Regions from separate parts of the Sus scrofa genome. Here region 1 is linked to region 2. The links are chromatin contacts, called in public HiChIP or PLAC-seq maps. All regions are on one chromosome and are shown on one strand. The core of a region is the stretch at or near the end of the contact, and the rest is flanking DNA. Distances in the headings are between cores, read along the strand shown. Region 1 overlaps MERTK (tyrosine-protein kinase Mer). Region 2 holds the start of MERTK (tyrosine-protein kinase Mer).

The links. HiChIP or PLAC-seq counts read pairs in DNA pulled down with a chosen protein or histone mark.
Region 1: a contact with region 2 is called in an H3K27ac HiChIP or PLAC-seq map of alveolar macrophages. The contact joins the enhancer-like site here to the promoter of MERTK in region 2. A contact is called at or near these places in 1 of 5 promoter capture datasets (liver), 6 of 47 Hi-C or Micro-C datasets (heart right ventricle, liver, psoas muscle and 3 more) and 1 of 2 datasets of contacts at active chromatin or transcription factors (alveolar macrophages).

The regions. Positions count from the first base shown.
Region 1 is chr3:44,402,973-44,407,784 of Sscrofa11.1, reverse strand. MERTK (tyrosine-protein kinase Mer) reads left to right here. Exons shown (of 19, transcript XM_021087030.1): 7 at 3,574-3,757. Among named protein-coding and RNA genes, the nearest start is that of TMEM87B, 78 kb to the right of the region's middle. Within about 2 kb of position 1,679, at least 21 of the 83 cell types and tissues checked have an H3K27ac peak or open chromatin away from gene starts, as enhancers often do. A contact at or near this core is called in alveolar macrophages, liver, retroperitoneal adipose tissue and 2 more, where this site is marked.
Region 2 is chr3:44,480,522-44,485,853 of Sscrofa11.1, reverse strand. It overlaps MERTK (tyrosine-protein kinase Mer), which reads left to right and starts at 2,454. Exons shown (of 19, transcript XM_021087030.1): 1 at 2,454-2,644. The coding sequence starts at 2,584. ANAPC1 (anaphase-promoting complex subunit 1) reads right to left here and starts at 1,893. Exons shown (of 48, transcript XM_021087035.1): 1 at 1,871-1,893.

The DNA of each region.
Region 1 (4,812 bases), core at 430-2,929, 77 kb after region 2:
AGCTACATACATAAGTTTTGGTATTTGGGGGTTTTCTTCTTCCATTCATATCAAGGTTTTTTTTTTTAATTCATTTTTCTTATGATTTCTTCTTTGTTCTCTTGGTTATTGCGTGTGTTGTTTAATTTTCACTTAGGTGTGAATTTCTCAAATTTTCTTCCTTTGATGATTGTGTTTAGAGGATATACTTAGTATGATATCCATCTTTTAAATCAATTAAGGCTTGTTGTATGGCCTAGAATATGTTCTCTCTTGGAGAGCAGTCCATGTGCACTTGGGGAGAAGGTATGTTCAGCTGTGATTATACATCTATTAGGTTTAGGTGGTTTATAGTCTTGTTTGCTTACTCTGTTTCCTTGCTACACTTCTGCCTTGTGGTTTTATTTGTTACTGGAAGTGGAGAATTGAGGTCTCAACTATTTTTTTAACAATTATTTTTGAATTGTCTATTTCTTCGTTCAATTCCATCAAGTTTTGCTTCATGTATTTCAAGATTCTGTTGTTTCTGGAACAACTAGGACCTATTTCCCTGTATATGGGCATAACTGTCCCTACATATGGACATAAATGAAGTGTGGACTACCCCCCGCCCCTTTTTGGAGGTGTAGTTTCAGGTGTACAACATAGTGATTCAAAATTTTTGTAGATTATACTCCATTTATAGTTATCACCCAGTATTGGCTGCATTCCCTGTGTAGACAAGCCTTTTTAAAAAGTTGTTTCAAAAGTTCCCATTGTGGCTCAGCAGGCTAAGAAATTGACGTAGTCTTCATGAGGATGTGGGTTTGATCCCTGGCCTTGTTTAGTGGGTTAAGGATCCAGCATTGCTGCAAGCTGCAGTATAAGTCACAGATGCAGCTGAGATCTAGTAGTGCTGTGGCCGTGGTATAGGCCTGTAGCTGCAGCTCCAATTTGACCCCTTGCCCAGGAACTTCCATATGCTGCAGGTGCAGCCATAAACAAACAAACAAAAAAACTTGTTTCAAGTTGCTGAACTGTTTGGAGGGTCCAAGAGGACATGAGAGTCCTTCCCATAGGAGGATGTTACCTTCTGGGAGACTGAGAAAAAGTACCACTGCCACCTTGAGTGGACATGAGGTAGAGTAGGATGGTTGGGTTGTATGAAAACATGAGGTCACCCCTCCAGGCGGAAGATGATTGCTCACAAGCTTCCATTGGTCTCTTGCTTTGTCTTGGCTTTGGGTGGCAATGGCATGAAAAATCATCCTGCCATGGCCAATTGCAGCCCCTCTTGCCCACTTCAGATCCTATGGTATCTATGGTTATCCTGTCTCTGCCCCATTAACTAGCTCAGCCTCTCCCCACCCATTTTCCTTTCTATCCCTGACAGGGCTACCAGATTTAGCATATAGGAATGCAGTTACTTTATGAGTTAAGTTATACTATTGATTTTGTGACATACCTACATCTGTAATTATTTTCATTTAGTCTATCTGAACTTGACATCTAACTGGGTGTCCTTTATTTTCTCTGGTAGTCCTGGTGAGGTCAGTCAGAACTGGCCGTACAAGTTATACTGTCATATTCTGTTGATTGGCAGTGTGTTCCCCTTTCTGAAGGGACAAGTATTGTTTTGTAGCAGGTTCCCAGGTCATTACAATTTTAAACTCTGACTTGGTAACAAATGAATGTTTTGAACAAGATTCAGATCCACGCGCTAGCAGGACACACCCTCTCACTTCCTTTGGGCCTGACATTAGTTCCTTGCTTCACCCATTTTTGGGCTACAGACTCCATCTCTATTTTTAACTCTCCCACGTCAGTCTTGCCGATTCGTGCCCTCTTTTCCCCCAGAACCCACTGAGGATGGCTGTAGAAGCCCCGTGTTCTTCTAGGATTGCACTCTCTGAGCAGGTCTCCGTCCCTGGACATGGTCCAGCATGTTGCCCTGGAAACGGGGTGGGGGTTGAGAACCAAGATTTCCTCCCCCTTAGTCTCCATGCTCGGTCACCAGGAAGTAGGTGCAGACTCTACGGTGAAGAAACAAAAAGTAATTTCTGCCAACAGCCACCCCCGAGATAAGCACACAGCTCCTTGTTTCTCCTCTGGGGGCTCCTCAGGCCAACAGGGACCCTCTTGTCACCCAGTGGAGCCCGTGGGTCTGAGTCAGAGGTCAGACTCGGCTCTGACACCACCCTCGTGGTATCCACCAGGGGACTTGCAATTCCAGAATGTCAATTTGTGGCCCCTTGACCTCCATTTCTAACACATATATCCTGAAATGACAGCGTTATGTATCCACACCCCATCATTGCAAGCCCATTATTATCAGGAATACGTTTTGTGGATTTAAGATTTTTTTTTTTTTGCCCAAATTGTTTTTGGTGGCTTCTGTTTTACGTGATACTGTTTTGTCTTTTCTGATTGTATCTCTTTGACATATTTAAGAAATTGTGAAAAAACACCCTCCGTGATCTCCATTCCCAGATAAGAGGTATCCTTAAAGGAAAAGCTGAAAGTTTCGCCTAGGACTAGATTTTTGCTGGGAATTCACCTCTCTTGCCTGGGCATGAGGGGACATCTGGGGAGGGGTGTGGAGAGCCTGATGGAGTTAATGGAGGGGGAAGGACTCAGGGGAAAAAGCTGATAGGTTTTAAAGAGACTTGAAGAAAAGTTTGCTGGGTGAGGTGCAAATGACCTTTTCTTCTATCTCCCTACCAAAAAATTCCATAAAAGCAACATTGTCTGGGTATGCGTTTGGAGGGGTGGGAATGAGGGGTGAAAATAAAGGACACACAAATTAGCCTCAAGGCAAGAGCAGGATTCCTCAGGTTACATCATGAAATACCATTTTTTTAAAAAAACAAATTAAGTATCCCAACTTCTTCTTCTTTTTTTTTTTTTTTTTTTTGTCTTTTTATGGCCACTTCCACAGCATATGGAGGTTCCCCAGGCTAGGTGTCAAATCAGAGCTACACCAGAGCCACAGCAATGTGGGATCCGAGCCACATCTGTGACCTACACCACAGCTCACGGCAACGCCGAATCCCCAACCCACTGAGCAAGGCCAGGGATCGAACCTGCGTCCTCGTGGATGCTAGTCTGATTCGTTTCTGCTGAGCCACGACGGGAACTCCCCAACTTCTAAAGTAGGATTTGGGAAATGCTTTCTTTAAAGGGCCAAATAGTAAATATGTTAGGTTTGCCCCCACATACAGTATCTGTTGTCTTTCTGGCATATTCTGTGAAATAGCTGAAAGAAAAGATCCAGATTTGAGGTGATTCTGAGAGAGGAAGGGCTACATTATTTTACTTTACATTGTAATGTAAAGTATAATAATTATAATATTATGACGATAGATCTTTGCTTCTGCCACAGTGAGAACACTTATATTAGGTATTTTTCATCAGGTCTTCGATTGTTGCTCAAGTTAAGTGGCATGAGTAACACACAGTAATGCTGGTGGGAAATTCAGGGTGTGGCCAGAAAGGAAGCAGGTACTTCCCCTCAGTGGGGAGGAAGGGCCAGGCTCCCCAAATGCACGAATGCCCCACGTCTAACATTCCGACCCCCTTACTAATGCCAGGTCCACATTTTTACCCTTCGTTTAGGTCAAGGAAGTTGATCCGCTGAGCAATGGCTCAGTCATGACTTTTAACACCTCTGCTTCGCCACATTTGTATCGCGTCGAGCAGCTGCAGGCTCTGGCTAATTACAGCATTGCTATGTCCTGCATGAATGAAGTTGGCTGGTCTGCTTTGAGCCGTTGGATTCTGGCCAGCACCACCGAAGGAGGTAATTCCTGGTGTTCAGAATCAATATTGTGTCTGATGGCTTGTGGTTAAACAAATCCTTCCCAGTGGCCTGAATTAGAGTTTAACTTTTGCTTTCTGTGGCCTTTGTCCCTGGAGGAGAATTGGATGAAAGTGGCCAATGAATATGGGAAAGAAGATACTTCCTTCTATACTTGAAGAGGGTTTGGTGGGATGGACTGGGAGTTTGGGGTTAGTAGATGCTAACTATTACATTTAGAATGGATAAGCAGTGAGGTCCTGCTGTATAGCACAGGGAACTTTATCCAGTCTCTTGGGATAGAACATGATGGAAGATAATATAAGAAAGGGAATGTGTATATATATATGTGTGTGTGTATTTATATAATGTGTATATATATATTATTATATATATATAAAATGACTGGGTCACTTTACTGTACAGCAGAAATTGGTACAACATTGTACATCAACTATACTTTAAAAAAAATTTTTTTTAAAAAGGGCTTGGTGACAAACCTTATACTTACTATGTATGTATAGGTAATATTTTATTTTATGTAAAGAGATATTGATAGTAGCACACTCTTGCTAGCATATGTGGTTTTAATTAAAATATAATATATAAAAGTTATTACTCAGCATCAAACTCACGAAAACTAATAAATATGGAGTTCCCTTGTGGCTTAGCGGGTTAAGGATCCACTGTTGTCACTGTGTTGCTGCTCTGGCGCGGGTTTGATCCCTGGCCTAGGAACTTCCAAATGCTGCACCAAAAAAATAATAAAACTAATAAATGTGAGGTGGCTAATGTTCAACAAGCACCTACTATGTGCCAAGGACTATCTAAGGTACTTTACATGCGTTATTTAATTAGATCCTATAGCAATCATATAAAGTAGGTACCATTATCTCTATATTATTTTTTCTGGCAAATTTTATTTACGTCTGTAAACTTTCTTTTCTGAGTGCTGCTTTTAATTTCTGAGGTTTTGTATTTTTCTGTGGATATTGGAATGAACATTGTAGTCCTATTAAATTTGAATTGCTCAGGAGTTCCCTTGTGGCACACCGGGT
Region 2 (5,332 bases), core at 1,205-3,704:
CAGCAGGTTAAGGATCTGGTGTTGTCACTGCAGCAGCTTGGGTTCTACTGTGGCCTGGGTTTGATCCCTGGCCTGGGAAATTCCACATGCCATAGGCATGGCCATAAATAAGTAAATAAGTAAATATGGTACCTTATATAAATATGCATTTTTTTTTTTTTGGCCATGCTTGTGTCATGTAGAAGTTCCTGGGTCAGGGATTGAACCTGAGCCACAGCAGTGACCCAAGCTACAACAGTGATAACACTAGATCCTTAACATGCTGAGCCACCAGGGAACTCCCTATTTTTCAAGTTATGTTTTCACTTTTGATGTCTAATGTTAGTCATACGTGTACTATCTACAGTGTTTTGTATCATATAAGACTATTTAATATCAATATAGGTATTGACATGTTTTACATCTTTTAAACACGTGATATAAACTTATGGTATTGGTAAATACAGTACAGTACTATAAATGTATTTTTTCTTCCCTAATGCTTTCTTTTTTTTCCCTAAGGCCTTCTTTAAAACATGCTCTTTTCATCAGTTGTATCATTTTTTAAGATTCCACATATAAGTGGAATATGATATTTGTCTCTGACAGTTTCACTTAGTATGATCATCTCTAGGTCTATCCATCTTGCTTGCAAATGGCAATATTTCAATCTTTTTATGGCTGGTAATATACCATTGTGTATACATACTATATCTTCTTTATCTGTTCATCTCTTGATGGACACTTAGATTGCTACCATGTCTTGGCTATTGTGAATAGTGTTGCTCTGAACTTTGGGGTGCATGTATCTTCTCAATTAGAGTTTTCTCCAGATATATGCCCATGATAGGGATTGCTGGACCATATACTAATTCTGTTTTTAGTTTTTTAGGGAACCCCTATACTATTCTCCATAGTGGCTGCACCAATTACATCCCCACTAACAGTTGAGGACAGTTTCCTTTTTTCCACACCCTCTCTAGCATTTAGTATCTTAGACTTTTTGATAATGGCCGTTCTGACTGGTGTGAGGCGATACCTCATTGTAGTTTTGATTTGCATTTCTCTCATAATTAGTGATGTTGGGCATCTTTTCATATCCTGACTGTCTGTCATCTGTCACATCCCCGACTTGAGGAAAACTGCTACAAGGCTGTTTTCTTCCCTCTCCATATTTTCAGTTGAGCATAGGACTTTCTGCTGCCTTCCCTCCAGGTTTCCTCCTGCCCCCAAGCACAGCAGCAGGCTCCTGGGTACGTATGTGAAACTGCTCTGCTGTACTTTAGAATTAGCTTCTTAGCAGCAGATCCCCTCACTGTTCACATCTGTTCATCTGGCCCCTTGAGATCCGTGTCACCCTGAGAGACTAGGGATGCCAGGTGATGTCACCATGCTGATGTTACTTTTGCTGTCAGTGTAATAACCAATCTAAATCCATTTGGGCTTGTTGTCTCCTTACAGCCAAATATACCCCAAGTGACCACCAGCCTAGGAGTCAGGGACTGCTGGATCAGAAAGCAGCGTAAATGGAAATGGAGTAAGGAGATGATGTCAGAGAGGAAAGAGGACCACGTCTTCTAAGACCTTGTCAGCCACAGGCAGGACTTTGACTCTTTTGCAGGGAGAAAGCAGGAACCACCAGTGGAGTTGTGATTAGAGGAATGCCAAGATTTAGCTCACGTTGTCAAAGGATCACATTAAAATACATTAACTCTAGCGGCTGCCCCCTTGGCCCCTACACACTTTATCACTGCGGGGCTATCTCTTTCCGCTAGTGTTCTGCACTTTTTCCTTGACGATCTTCCATGACCATCACGTCTTTGACAAGGGGACACAGTGGTTCTTCCCCCGGGGGGAGGAGAGTTCCTAAAGGCCAGGGCTGGTCTCTCACCTTTGGCCCGATACCCGAGGCGGTGTAGGCGGGGAGCGCTCGGCCGGGAGCCGGTGGATGCGGCGCTCAGAAAGATCGCCTACCACTGTGGCCTTGTCCTCTGGGAGAGCTGCTGCTGCCTGAGTTTTCTGGGTCCACTAAGCCTGGATTGCGGGGTCGCCGCTGCCCGGGAGCCGCTGGCCCCTCCTCTTAGGTCTGGTGGCTGCCTCGGGCGTCTTCTACTCCTCTGGAACTTTATCTCCTCCCTCTGTCCCTCCCACCTGCACGTGTTGGACGCCGGGACCGCCCAGAGGCCTGGGCCGGGTTCTCCTCTCCACCTCCGGTCGCCCCTCCCCTTTACGGCCCCCACCTCCTCCCCTCTCTCCTGTCCCCTCGCCCCCACCCCACATCCAGGTCCGCCCAGACCAGCCCCTCCCCGCCCCTCTAGTCCAGCCTTGTCCCCTTACTCCTCCTCCTCGGCCCTCCTCTCCCCCCCGCCTTCCCGCCCGCTTCCCAACCCAACTGGCTAGGGTCCGCTCGGACTCGGCCCCCGGCCCGCCCCCTCCAGCCCTCAGCGCCTCCCGCCGCTGCTCGGCTTCGCCACTTCGGGGTTGGAGCTGCCCGGGCCGCCGGTACTGGGCCGCTTCTCTGGCGCGCTTGGCGGACGACGCGGCGTGTTCCAGACGTCTGTCTCTCCGTCGGTCCAGAGAGAATTTCCAGATCCGCGCCCCAGGATGGGACGGGCTCTGCTGCTGCTCTTGCGGTGGCTCCTCCTCCCCGCGCTCTGGAGGGGAGGTGAGTGCCCGGGGCCAGGGGCCCGGCGCTGGGGGCTGGGGGCTCGCGGCCGGGAGCTGGGAGGTGGGAGCGCACCGACCTGGGCGCACCCGGCTGCAAGAAAGTTTGCAAACATCTCCCCGCGCCCCAGCGGTGCCAGGCGCTGGCGCGCAGGAGTTTCTAGCAACCCACTGTCCCCGCACCCAGGCTGGGTCGTGGGCGCGCGTCCCGGTGGAGTCGGGAAGGGGTGGGTACCGAGGGCTCCCCTTAACCGCCCAGGGGGAAATCGAGCTTGACTGGAAGCGCTGCAAGCCCAAAAGTTTTGCGCGGAGAGGAACGCTGGTCGCAGGTCTGGCGCGGAATGCGCCAGAAACTTTGCCCTGGACTTGGTTGCGCGGTTGGACCCTGGCTGTGGCGGGAGTTCTGGGAGCGGCAGACCCCATCTCCAGGGGGACCCGCGCCCGGAGACCAGCAGACTGTGGGAGTTGGGGTCGCAGTCCCGGTGCTGATCCACCCAGGCTGGGGTGCGACCGAAAGGGACTGCGGACCCGGCTGCTCCGCTTGAGCCCTTATGGACAACATTAGCAAGGACACCCTGTGAGCGTGGCGGCCCCGGAAAGGGGGGAAACATTCTTTTCACCCCTATTATTGCTGAATAGAAACTGTTGTGTGTGGACCGTGTTTAGGGTTTATCTCGATTCTGCTAGACTTTCCAATATAAGACCCTGGGTCGGGAAGTCGAGGCAAGGAACCCAGGTCCCAGTCTGCACCAGCAGCTTGTTTGGAGGGTAAGTGATTAACAGGTTCGATGTTTAATTGCTGATGGCATTTCTTGAGGAAGCTGGAAAAAACTTAACCAGGCTTTATACTGAATAAACACATCATAAGCATTTTTTTTCCTTAACTGAAAGATTTAGCTTTCACCTCATTATAGTCAAAAGATTTTTTAAGAATACCTGGAGAGTTCGATTTCTAGTTAAGCCATTTAGCTTCACATTTTTTTCCTCTGAGATTTTCATTGGCGAACTTAGTTGCTCAAATAAGAAATTCTTAAGCAGTGCACCCTCTGGTTACACATTAAATTGCATATGCAGTTTATAATTTGAGGCAGTGTAGCCATTCGAAGCAAACATCTACAGCCTAAATCAAGCAAAGAACTAAAACAGTTCTGTTTTTAACCCCCAACCCCTTACAAACCCCTCAAAAACTCCTCAGCATTTCTGCCAGATCCATTTTCCATAATCTGCTACTAATCTGTTATATTTTGCCACTAGGGAAGGCTGGCCATTTTTGGAGGTAGTGAATATAGTGAAAATTATGGATAAAGTAGTAACATAAATGACAGTTTTGGTGGAAGGTATTTTTTAAATGAAGTTTTTCTTTTCCTTGTCTTTTTTTTTTTTTTTTTCCCTTGTCTTTTTAGGAACACACCGGCGGCATATGGAAGTTCCCAGACTAGGGGTCGAATCAGAGCTGCAGCTGCTGGCCTATACCGCAGCTCATGGCAATGCCAGATCCTTAACCCACTGAGCAAGGCCAGGGATCCAACCCAAATCCTCATGAATACTAGTCAGGTTCATTACCACTGAGCCACAATGGAAACTCTTTTTCTAATTTTTTAAAAAAGCTGTGGCGTTCCCTTGTGATTCAATAGTTAACGAAGGATCCATGAGGATGTGAATTCAATCCCTGGCTTTGCTCAGTAGGTTAAGGATCTGTCGTTGCTGTGAGTTGTCGTGTAGTTTGCAGACATGGCTCAGATGCTGCGTTGCTGTGGCTGTGGTGTATAGGCCAACAGGCAGCTCCGATTCGACCCCTAGCCTGGGAACCTCCATATGCCATGAGTGTGGCCCTAAAATAGAAAAAAAAAAAAAAAAAAAAAGCTGTAACAAAGAACTTTTGTAGCTAATAATCACTTGAGTCAGATAATCACAAAAGGTCTGTTAAAACCTACCCAGCTGGAAAAATGAAAAATTTCTCCTACCTTTTGTTTTTATCTTGAATTTACCCGTGAGATGTCGGATAGTGTCAACATTTTACTTTGTGAAAGGCTCAAAGAATGAGATTCTCACTGGCAGAACTAGAGCAGAAGTAAGAGTGCTGTAGAAAGAGATTAAAAGCAGAAATTAGATGCTACGTTTTAAGATTTTTAAATTGCCGTGTTGTGGGTCCAAGTGGTTTGCTGACCAGACAGCAGAGGGGAGAGAGAGACAGGGTGTGATGGTGTGTAGACTCTACACTGTAGAGAAATGGATAATTACAGTCTGTGGCTCACTTTAACCCAGGAATCCTCCCTACCCTAACCCCCACCCCTACCCATACACAGAAACACCATCCCACAAACACACTCAGAACTGAAACTGCTGAACCAGGGGCATTTCAGGGCTTTCCAATCAGTCCGTTCTGTGCTGTCTCTGATGGGGGTGCCAGTGAGCAACAAATCAGGCAAAGGCTAGCTCTCTAGAGGGCCCAGGAGAGGCTAGAGGAGGAGAAATAAAGAAGTGGATAAAAGTGGAGGCATTGCGATGACCTAGCTGGTGGTGAGGCTGTGCTTGGCCCTTAGTGCCACTCCGAGAACTGATTGGGCTTTTAAAACTCTTCAATGTTACGCAACACTGTAAACCAACTATACTTCAATAAAACTTTAAAAAATGAGAGGAGTTCCTGTTAGGGCTCAGAGGTTAACGAACCCGACTAGTATCTAGGATG